Linked DNA regions of Hordeum vulgare: region 2 is linked to region 1. Evidence: chromatin contacts called from public Hi-C data. All regions are on one chromosome and are shown on one strand. Each heading gives the region's core, a stretch centred on a gene start, on an enhancer-like site or on the middle of the called end of the contact. The rest is flanking DNA. Distances are from core to core; before and after follow the strand shown.

Region 1 (5,553 bases), core at 2,276-4,775:
ATATGTGGGTGACTAGTTTGTTATGGCCATAGTACTTGCTAAACTCACTAAAGGCAGGCATATGTCTCTATTATTGCCTGTCCCCTTTAAGCCAACGACGAGCCACTTCTAATGAGCATTGAGTAACCTTGGAAATTCACCATACACTGATCATTTCCTGTCAAATCTACAAACTAGTGATGAGCTATTTCTATTAATTTCTATTAATGAAAATTGAATAACCTAACAAGTTTACGATGCACTACTATAATGGACATTTCTATCCCTCTTCAAACTAAATATGAGTTATTTCTAACAATGAGCATCAACCAACCTTACCAGTTTACTGGACACTAGTTTAGTGGCCATCTGAATCATGAGCTACACTAAGTCATTGACCAATTTGTTGAATAAAAAGGAAGATTCATTGACCATTTTTACTAAACATGTTTTCGGTTAAGTTTTAGTGTTATGGGTTTTAGTTACTGTCCTATTTATATTCTGAATTCTGTGAGAAAAAAAGGAAGAAGTGTTCTTGTATATAAACTCAATAGTTATGAGCATTATAAAAGGCTGTTTTATTTTCAAGTTTTATCCCAACCTAGCCAGCTAACTATTGGTCTTACTTAGGCAGGGAGGAAACAAATGAACATGTAGAGATCAGCACTTACTTGATTTTTGTCAAACAACAGATCTTGAACAGGGGCACCACAATCTGCATTGAAGATGCACTCATTTGAAAGAAGACTCCAAACCGATATACCATTAGAAGTACCACATGCCTGGGAACAGTACAATTCAAAACTAAGTAAGATACATAGTATCGAAAAACTTGGGTACAGCTAACAAAATACTTAGTATCTGTATGAGCTAGATGTGCCAAATACCAGCCAACTTTCACTAGCGTCAATGGCAATGCAACCAACCCACGAGCCCTCAAATTTCTTGTTCTGTACTGGATGTATCGTCTGCGTACACTTCCCACTTCTGCAGTCTGGAGTGTCCACAGAGAGCATGAATAAGATGATAAACAGAATAAAAGCCAGGCAAAGTTAAACTTGTATGATGAATTTTGTTAGCATGTTGCATCATAGTCTTATGACCAGAGAAGTAAAAATAATAGGAGCAGAGTTTGCTATAGCATGCCGCGTGTTTTTTCTTCCAATGAACTAGAAAGGCAGATATTGCTGTCAATACCACTAGGAACTGAACGAGCACAGATAAGCTATATTCAAACAAAAAACAAACACAAAAACTTTCTCGAATTGAGAGGATTGCTCACCCCAGATACGGGCTGTCCCATCCTCTGATCCTGTTACCACCTAAAAAAGGCACAAGTCCATCCAGTAATCTCTATGACAAAATCTAGCACGTTCTCCATCAGATAATATTACAGTACTAAAATAATGAGCTAACCTGGTGGTTTGCCTCACGAACTGCGACACTGTGCAAATAGTCAGTATGCCCCTTAAAGGTCATTTTACACTTGCCACTTTCCTGAGACAAGCAGACATGATCGAAATTATTGTCAGACACCTCAAGTAGTCACATATAACACTAATACTATGGATACAGAAGCTTGTGACTCAAATGATTCTTACGCAGAACCACGTTTCATTTCAACTAATTCAGGACTTCTATATATCATATTTTTACCTCAAGAAAATACATACCACATCCCAGCAATAAGCACATGCATCACCCGCTGCTGCAAAAAGAGATCCATCCTGTTTGAAAGAAGCATAGTCGAGAAAATCAATATCCATCAGAAACAAATAAGAAATCAAGCATTCTACGAGAAGAATGAGGACAGACTGCACATAAGAGGTATGCAAATCTGAAGTACTGACCTGTTTGCTAATTGCAATGGCATTATTTTCTGGTATTGGAGACCGTGCACCCCAAGGGCCTCTATAAATTGACAGAAACATATATGAAAAAATGGAGGGCGAGAGAACTGGTGTATTCCTCAGGAACAAAGAACTGTCAATCTTACTCATGCTGAGGGTTAACCAAGTCAAGTATGGGTTCAACATGATCCCCTGTGGAAAAATGCAATGGTAAAATATCATGAGAAAGATAAAAATAAGTGCTCTGGCTATTATTAAATAACCATTATTTTTTAGGTAATTTAGCTAGACAGATGATTTGTTCCACTCTGCACTCGTAATAATATATTTGACTCCACTCGTTGACAAATTATCAACTTTATCATCAATGCAGGCCACAGGGATAATATTGGCATAAAGCATCTCAAAAGCATTTTCAGTTTCATAGAAGCAAGCACAACTATCAAACACTTCTACAATTGTTGATTTAGATTTTATTCATGCTCTAAAATAGTAAGGCTATACTTCTTTATTCAACTGTTACAAAGCAACTACTCCCTTCGTTCCTAAATACTCCCTCCGTCCTAAAATTCTTGTCTTAGATTTGTTTAGATATGAATGTATCTAGTCAAGTTTTAGTATTTAGATACATCCATTTCTAGACAAAGCTAAGACAAGAATTTTGGGACGGAGGGAGTATAAGTCTTTCTAGAGATTTCAATAAGGACTACATACGAATGTATAAAGACATATTTTAGAGTGTAGATTCACTCATTTTGCTCCGTACGTAGTCCATATTTGAAATCTCTAAAAGGGCTTACATTTAGGAACGGAGGGAGTATATAAGATGAGACTGGAAATATGCACAAGATGCTGAATGTGTAAGATTGACATCTTTGCTAGTAAAAAAAAAATGTATCTTTCTCTTCTTACTGAAAGTACATCTATGTAAGAACAGCTAGTTAAGCCCAATTCCAACTAATCTGGCAAACCAAGCCACGAACGAGAGCTCTGGTGCATTACCTTGCAGAGAGAGTGGCACAAGGCAGCTCTGCATCTCCTGCCATCTCCAACCCCGAATGTGGCCGTCATCCCCGCAGCTGTCACAAGCAATGGACCACGTTGTAATTTTTTCTTCTTGAGAACACTCCTGGCCGCCAATCCCACGGCACCAACACAAAAATAACCTAAGTGGTCAGAAAGAAGCAGCATTGACCTGAAGAGCAGCGGCTGAATTGGATCGTTGTAGAACTTGGCGTCATAGACGGGGCCGCTGTGCGCTTGGACGATGCAGACAGGGTCGACCAGCGCGGCGGCAGCCGGCTGAATCAAATCAAGGGAATCGGGGTGTTTGTATACGCGGAATAGATAGAGTAGGGAGTGGGGGAGAAGGGGGGAAGCAAAACCTGAGGGGCGGCGTGGGCGGAGGCGGAGGAGGAGATGCAGGAGGACAGCGAGAAGGACGCGAGGGAGCCGTCGCTGGAGGCGGCGGCGAGGAGGACGTCCGGGTCGGGTTCGTCGCGCTGGTCGTAGAAGACGGCGCGGAAGAGGGTGCGGCAGGAGAGGTCGCGCTCCCGCAGGATGCCCCGCCGGTACGCTGCCTCGTCCCACTCGCGCGCGTCGAGTCCTGGCTGCGCCTGCACCGTCGCCGTCGCCGTCGCCGTCGCCGCCGCCATCGCCTCGCGATTCTTTGCTGCTGGCTGCGCTGCTGCTTTCTGCTTCCGGCAGTGAGGTACAGCCGCACAGGTCCGCAAAACGGTGGCTGGGCCTCACTAAGATGTGATGGGCTGGGCTGGGCCTCGTGTATTATATATATACTTTCCTCGTATGCTTTTTTTAGATGCTATACTTTTTTAGATTCTCCTCATATATATTTATATTTTTGAATCCACTTAATTTTGGAGGCAAAGCGTCGAGAAGAGTTTGCAATTTCAAAAAATAATAATAATAGGAATGTTTGTCTATTTATATATGATCTCTTCATAGTACTATGCACACGAAATGAATCTTCGGTCTTTGATTTATGTGTGTGCTTATGAAGATTTTGACGTTGTTCGTTTTCATGTGGATCAAACATAAACAATCTCCACACAAAAATTTACCATGTCCATATTTTAAAAATGTTTTGAGTAAATTAGGTGTTTCATTATCAATTGGGAATGGACTTATATTTTTTGTCTCAAGTCAAATGGTGCAATTTTTTTGACCAAGTTTGTAGGAACAAATTATCCACAACTACAATATCAAATATATATAATATAAAAATATATCTTAGTGTATTTAGAGTTATTATTTTTTATTGAAGTTGTTTATCTTTTTCTATATTTTAGGTCAAAATTTGATCGCATTCAGAGAATTTTTTTAGGATTATGACACCGTATGTGATTCTTTTTAAGAAACTGCAAGAATGACATATCGATGCTTGCTAAGATCAGATGACAGAATCACCATATAAGTCTTTTTTATCGGCAGGGTCATCACCTCCTACTAAGAAAATACTTTTCATCAAACCAACGGTTTTCTAGGATTATGATGTGGATTATCTAATTGTGAAGTCTTGCACAAAAAATTTGAAATGTTGGATAAAAGAGTGAATCCCGATCAATTGCAAAAATAGGGTATATTGATATTCTCCGTACCCCATGACATACACTCAGTTTGATGGAAGTGCTTATCTTTAGAAGATCTTTCGTAGTTTCACACATAAGTTTTCTTTTTTGTTTCACCTGGTCAACGACACACACAAAAATTTAAGAGAAGGGGTTTTGGAGGATTGTGACGTTTACAGATTTATCTCATGTAGGCAGCTTAAATTGTATGCTCGCGGACATTTTTTTTTTAATAAGGAACCATTTGCACTACATTTTATAGTAAATTATTTTGGCTCCAAACTCTTGGAGAAGCTATGTTTTTTCTATTATTGGATCAATCACTATTTGGTGCAAATTCATGCATAATCAACCCTATAGAATACACGGGAGCATGCCAATGCAATTTAGTCTTTATTCTATGATTGCACAGTAAGAATCTGGCAAATCAAACACGCTCAAACAATTTGACAGAAAAGGCTATTTTGTATGATTTCGCTCATAAGTTCTTGAACAATGTCTAGAGTTGTAAAGGAGGCCAATAAAAGGGAATGCGCGGTTAGGGAAAATTAACTAGGCTTCAGAAAAATAGGCAAGCTAGAGATAATAAAAACACTACTATTATATACTCCCACTGTTTCAAAATAAGTGTCTCAACTATATCCTAACTTTAATGAAAAATTGTACTAAGTTTGACACACTTATTTCGAAATGGAGGGAGTGTTACGTAGAAGAGATTTGTGCAAAAAAGAAGAAGAGAGAAACATTGATCTATGTGTGTGCTTCGTTCAATTTGCAGACTTTTACACGACTTGTTGCTTCCTAAGTGCAACCCTAACCGACCCCCTGTAACTCATTAGAGGAGTAAACACCTAATTGATCCCCATTAACCGTTAGTGAAGCATAAATTTTTGGAAATATGCCCTAGAGGCAATAATAAAGTGGTTATTATTATATTTTCTTGTTCATGATAATTTTTTATTATCCATGCTATAATTGTATTGATCGGAAAATTAAATACATGTGTGGATATATAGACAACAAAGTCTCCCTAGTAAGCCAATAGTTGACTAGCTCGTTGATCGAAGATGGCTAAGGTTTACTAGCCGTAGACATGAGGTGTCATTTGATAACAAAATCACATCATTAGGAGAATG
Region 2 (5,553 bases), core at 1,890-4,389, 340 kb after region 1:
AAATGTACAACTACAAGGTAAAAAGCAAAATTCACTCTTTTTCTTGTAACAATAAAAAGAAAAAGAATACATATTCAAAATACCAGGGTAAAAATTTAAAAAATAATAGAAAAAGAAAAAGCGGCTTGCACGCTCTATGGATAAGAAGACATGCAAAGCGAATGTGCATGGTGATTGGTCGAGCCGAGAATGTTAACGTCTGTCGTGAAATTGTAAAATGTTTACCTTCAAACTTGTGCTCATAACATGATTGACGCTTAGAGATAAAAAAGAAAAGAAAACAATCACTCTGTTGTAATGTATTGGTATTTAATTAGCTAGTATATAATGGATAAAAAAATGTGGTAAAAGATGTTGTAGGTGGCTGACCTGACCGACCTTAGGCCCTGTTTGGACCACAATAGATTATGATAATCTGGTTTATAAAATTAATCTAGATAGACATGTTCAGAGGCCAGATTATATAAACTGTAATTTAGGTTTTACATTGCATAATGACCTGTCTGTCTTTTGTTTTTTTTGAAAGAGAAGGGTGGCGGTGACAGGCAGGGGCGGGCCCAGGGATTTAAGGTTGTGTGTTCAAATTTTGATATTTTTTTAAAACCTATAGCCCTTCCTTTTGGCGCCTATAACCGATTAGAGCAACATATTGTACTAGTTTTAAACTATATATAAAATATATTACATAATGTATTATTTTCATACAAATTGGTCATAATTTACTATTGTTCAACATATAGAAGTAAAAATTGTTCAACATACTGTGGCAAATTTAAGACATATAGAGAATAGAAAATAGCAAATAAGAAACCTTACAAACTACACGAGTACTATTCTTTATACTCCATCCGTTCTGGTGTATGAGTCATCTTACGTTGTGCAACACGACCAAGATAAAGAGGAAAACAAGAGAATTTAATATTTATTTGCTAATTAATATCATTGCATGCAATGAACTAATCATTGCATATTGTGCTAGGTAGTCTCAAATTATTAAAAATATACACGTCTCACATCTCTTATTGGTTGTTTTTTTTATTCATGTCAAAAAAACAAGAAACAAGGTGGGAGTTAATGAATCATGCCTAAGCGTTTTGGGATTATTAATTTTCGTAAGATGACTTATTCATGAGGACGAAGGGAGAAGATAAAAGAAAACTCACTTTAGAAAATTTAAAATTTAGAGACATTCTCACATGACAAATTTGAATGAAAAATTGGAAGTTGTCATGTCTCAATAATTTATAATCGATCGCAAACAACTTTTATTTCACTATAATTAAATAGAGAGACAAGTGTTCAAACTAACTTACTATTTTCTCAACAGTACGAGAAGAAAACCGTGCTCCTGCCTGCAGCGATATATGAATTCATCTGTACTAAGAAATAAGAATTGGCATGAGTAGAGAGTTCCTAATTTCAAAAGTGAAATATTAATACATCACTAATACATCTAATTAGCAATTATACCAGAATCTGTGGGGGTTGAATCTTCGAAACTGAACCACTGCCTACTAGCCGTTGACTGTACGGATCAGAACCAAGGTCAACCGGGGGGGGGGGGGGGGGGTGGATTCATCGCGCCGTCCGCGAGGCCGTGCGCACGTCCGATTGCTCAGCAGGCGATGGAAACGGCCCTGGCCGCCTGGCGGGTTGCCGCTCGCGTTGGAGAGAACATGGGAAGGAAGGGGTTGGTTCGTTTCTGTCTGACCTGATCGATAGATTTATTGGGGGCGATGATCGAGAGGTCCATGGTCTGCATGCATCCATGCGCTACACCCACTTGGGCCAATGGGCCAAATCGTTGAGTCGTGATGCTTTGGGCTGAAATACCTAACTAGCAGGTTTAAGCGTACAGTTTCATATTTCCTTATACATACTCAGTATACACACTTGAAAATACCTAGTTTTTTTACAAAAATAATGGGTATTCAGAATTAAGGTGGGTCCGCCCCTGGTGACAGGAATGTAATTATCTCCAACTTTACAAGGGTAATGGGTCATTAATAATCCATAATCTAATTTTAGGTGAGCTAGAATAGATTGTGAGTTTTTAATAATCTGTCCATCTAGTTTTTGTAATCTACAGCATAATCTATTTTATTTAAACACATAATAGATTATAAAAACTGAATTATATAATCTAAGTGGTTCCAAACAGGATCTTATGTAGGCCGGTGCGATCACACTCACGCCCTTTACGTATCCGCAGTTCTTGGCCAGTTGCACTGCGGATCTGTCTTTGTTCTTTCCTTGTTCAAAGCAATGCTTTTCTTGTTGGTTTGGGCCTCTTGTGCATGGCGCGCCTCGCTTCTATTTTTGTCCCCTCTGCGCTTCGTTGTTGCCGTCGTTGCTAGTGCTTGTTATTAGTTTTTTTTTCCGACGACATTGGTTTCGTCTCCATTTAGTTCAGCTATGGTTCGACATTGCTTTTGCTGCTCGACCGCGCTTCTTTTTAATCCTTTTTCCGTTGTGACGGAGTGTAGAGGACGTGGATTGAAATCAAGACAATGTAAACTGGTTCATCACAAGAGGAAATTAAGGCAATTTACGGATCATATATAATCACAAGGTAGCATCGATACATTGGTAAGAAAAAGGGGAAATCTCACTCGATCAACACAAACCAATCAACTAATAGAAACCTTTACTACGCCTAGAACCAACAACTAATAATTAACCCTGTAGCCAGCAAAGAGGTTGAAGAGCGCCTGGTCGCCCAGGTGGTGCGCGGCGTAGATGAGGTCGATGGCGGCGTCGTGCGTCAGCCCGCGCACGAACTCGCCGTCAAACTGGCCCGCGTCCGCGCCGCCCGCCTCCGCCTCCGCTCGGGCCTGGTAGTACGCGACCGCCGTGGCGAGGCCCTTGCCGTTGACCCCCCGCGGCAGCTCCACGACGCGCTGCCCGGTCTCCAGCGCCGCCGCGACGCTCCCCGCCCGCTGCGCCACCGACGCCGGCACCGCGAACTTGGCCAGGTCCGCGCACCGCACCAGCACCGTCTGGTCCTCCCCCGCCATCGACACGATCCCTGTCTGTCTCTCTCTCGCCGAGATCGTTTGCTGGAGCTCTGCGTGCGCGGGGCTTCCAAAGCTGCGAGCGAGGACGATGGTTGTGTTTTCTCGCTGGGTGCCACGAGGGGAGGCGCGCGCGCGTATATATGGATGCACCCGCCGGGCACACAGCTCACGGGGATCACGTCCGACTCGGACGGCGGGACGTGGCATGTTCAGATCAAGGTGTTGTAAAGGTGGTTCCGTTTCGTGGCGTGATCGGGAAAGCGCCACTTCTGAGTCGATTTCTTTTCTTTTGGAAAACCCGTCTGTTTCGCGCGCATGCCGTTTTTGGCGGGCGATTTTGGGTTTCCCGTTGCTTGAAGAAAAAGTTGCGTTCTTTCTAAAAAAAGGAGAAATTTTACATTATACTATTTTTCTTTCCAAAAATAGTTATATTTTTCTGAAAAAAGAAGAGATTCATTTCCTGCCGCAGTTACTGACATGTGTATTCTTTTTACAAGTACTGATATGTATATTTGCAAAGCCCAAAGTCCAATTTTACATTATTTTTCTTTCCAAGAAAAGTTACCTTTTTTTGAAAAGAAAAGATACCCTTTTATTTCCCATGACCACACAATGTCATCCTCCAAAGTACAAACCATTGTCCAAATGAGTCTCCGTCACCAACACTCACAAGTCGATGTACTCCCTAAGCGACCCCTCGACCGGGTTTGAGCCTACCTCCCTAGCACATGCGCCATTGTCCAATGCCTAATGGACAGTCCGAAAGGTTCTCATGATGACAATAATCATGATCTCGATAGAAAGCCATCCGATAGATGCTCACACCAAGAAGGGCCAAAAGATAATCCCAACCCCTTCCAAACAAAGGATGATGACACAAACCTTGCAAGTTTCCCCGTGGATCCCCATCTGGGTGAGCTTCATCGGAAAGAGAATAAAGCTAAGAAAAAACACGTCATGACATCATCTGTTTCGCTTACCTAGACAAAACACACCATTCGTTGACGCCAAACAACATCCCTGGGATGAGGACAAGATGGGGGAGGTCTTATCCCCATAGTGGATGGTGCCATCGCCTCACCACCACCATCCAAATACCTAACCCTAACTAAATCTTAGTCCAGAAGAGACTATAAGGAACCTGAAAGGGAGGGAAACCGACGACGACAAAGCCTTACGAGGAAATCGTAACGCCCCTTTTCTCAAGAAGTGGATGGGGCTATACTCCCGCCATTTCCTACCTCCTTTCTATATTGAATATAAGCATTGTTTGACTTCCCGGGAATTTATTAAGAGAAAACGGGAAGCAAATTAAGAGGCATATCCATGTAGATTCCATAGTTTAATTATTAGTAACGAAATACTTGTTCTAGATATACTAGCAAACATGCCCATGCGTTGCAACATGGGATAAAAATAAGCATGCTTTAAGACTACCTTGAAAGTACGTGTCATATATTTCAACACAATGTACGTTCTTCGATTGAAAAAAGGTGAAGAATGTCTCCACGTGCATCGTGTCATGCTCTTTGGCTTGGTCTTATAGAGGAACGACGTTGACGACTTTGGGATGGGTCGGGCGTCGGCAACAAGCAACCGGTTCAAGCATAAATTCAATTTGATATTAGAGCGGTTCGACCAACGACGCCGATTCTAGGTTTTTTTCACCACTCTGAGATTAAACTTCTCCTCCCAAGAGCGTGTCATCCAATTAATCAAAGAAAAAAAAATCCGTTTCACCTTCATTAATAGTTCATCAAAGTTCAAATTTCCAATAGGTTGAGTCTTATTAGATTGATTTGTTCAAATTAGCCAAATAAAACTGACTGAGGGATTATATCCAATTTGACAGTGCCAATATCATTGGTGAGGACATATGTCGCGCCATGCATCGAAGCAGCGGCATCTATCTGAGGTATTCATCATGCTCACACCACTCAGCCCCTCGATATCAACCTTTCGGGCAAAGACTTACATGCACATGCGAACGGCGGTTGGGCCGCCTCCATCTGTGCATGCAAGCAGTGACTCCTCCGTGCGCCTGTGGCGACGCGTACAAGTAGATCAACGTCTATTGTATGCCAGATTCGATCTACACACACAAAAGAAATCATGCGACGAACACATACATGTGACAGATGGCATCAGAAAGATCATGCGAGCAATTGTTAGGGCATATTTCTCTCTAAGTGGTTTTGGTGATTGATGACAATGCATGTGCGGACTAATCGTGCGCATTGAGCATTTCAGATAATTTATGACTAGGCACAAGACGATTCGGTGCCCCTCGGAGTCTTTCAAAGACGGTTGCTTTCTACGTTTCTCTTTGATGGATTTGAGTCATAGGAAAGTCGCACTATTAAGAGGGGGTCCGCTTCGGAAAGGTTTGGGTGAAATCAACACGTACACATTTCCATTGCACCACCTTTCCCTTGTTTAAATGGAGCTCCAACATGTTTCCCCGTGTATGTGCAAAAGGGCCAGCGGTAGTACCGCTGGTGCCAGCGGTAGTACCGCTGGTGCCAGCGGTAGTACC

Evidence for each region. A called contact is a pair of places that touch in the nucleus more often than the background predicts.
Region 2: a contact with region 1 is called in a Hi-C map of seedling, with 3 times the contacts expected there. The contact joins the promoter of LOC123398391 here to the promoter of LOC123395025 in region 1. A contact is called at or near these places in 2 of 6 Hi-C or Micro-C datasets (leaf and seedling) and 1 of 1 datasets of contacts at active chromatin or transcription factors (embryo).

Annotation. Positions count from the first base shown.
Region 1 is chr5H:403,809,090-403,814,642 of MorexV3_pseudomolecules_assembly, forward strand. LOC123395025 (THO complex subunit 6) reads right to left here and starts at 3,526. Exons shown (of 12, transcript XM_045089937.1): 1 at 3,215-3,526; 2 at 3,025-3,131; 3 at 2,832-2,908; 4 at 1,976-2,021; 5 at 1,830-1,890; 6 at 1,653-1,706; 7 at 1,396-1,476; 8 at 1,262-1,301; 9 at 867-973; 10 at 651-761. The coding sequence starts at 3,484.
Region 2 is chr5H:404,147,096-404,152,648 of MorexV3_pseudomolecules_assembly, forward strand. LOC123398391 reads right to left here and starts at 3,140. Exons shown (of 1, transcript XM_045092868.1): 1 at 2,531-3,140. The coding sequence starts at 3,017. The coding sequence ends at 2,670.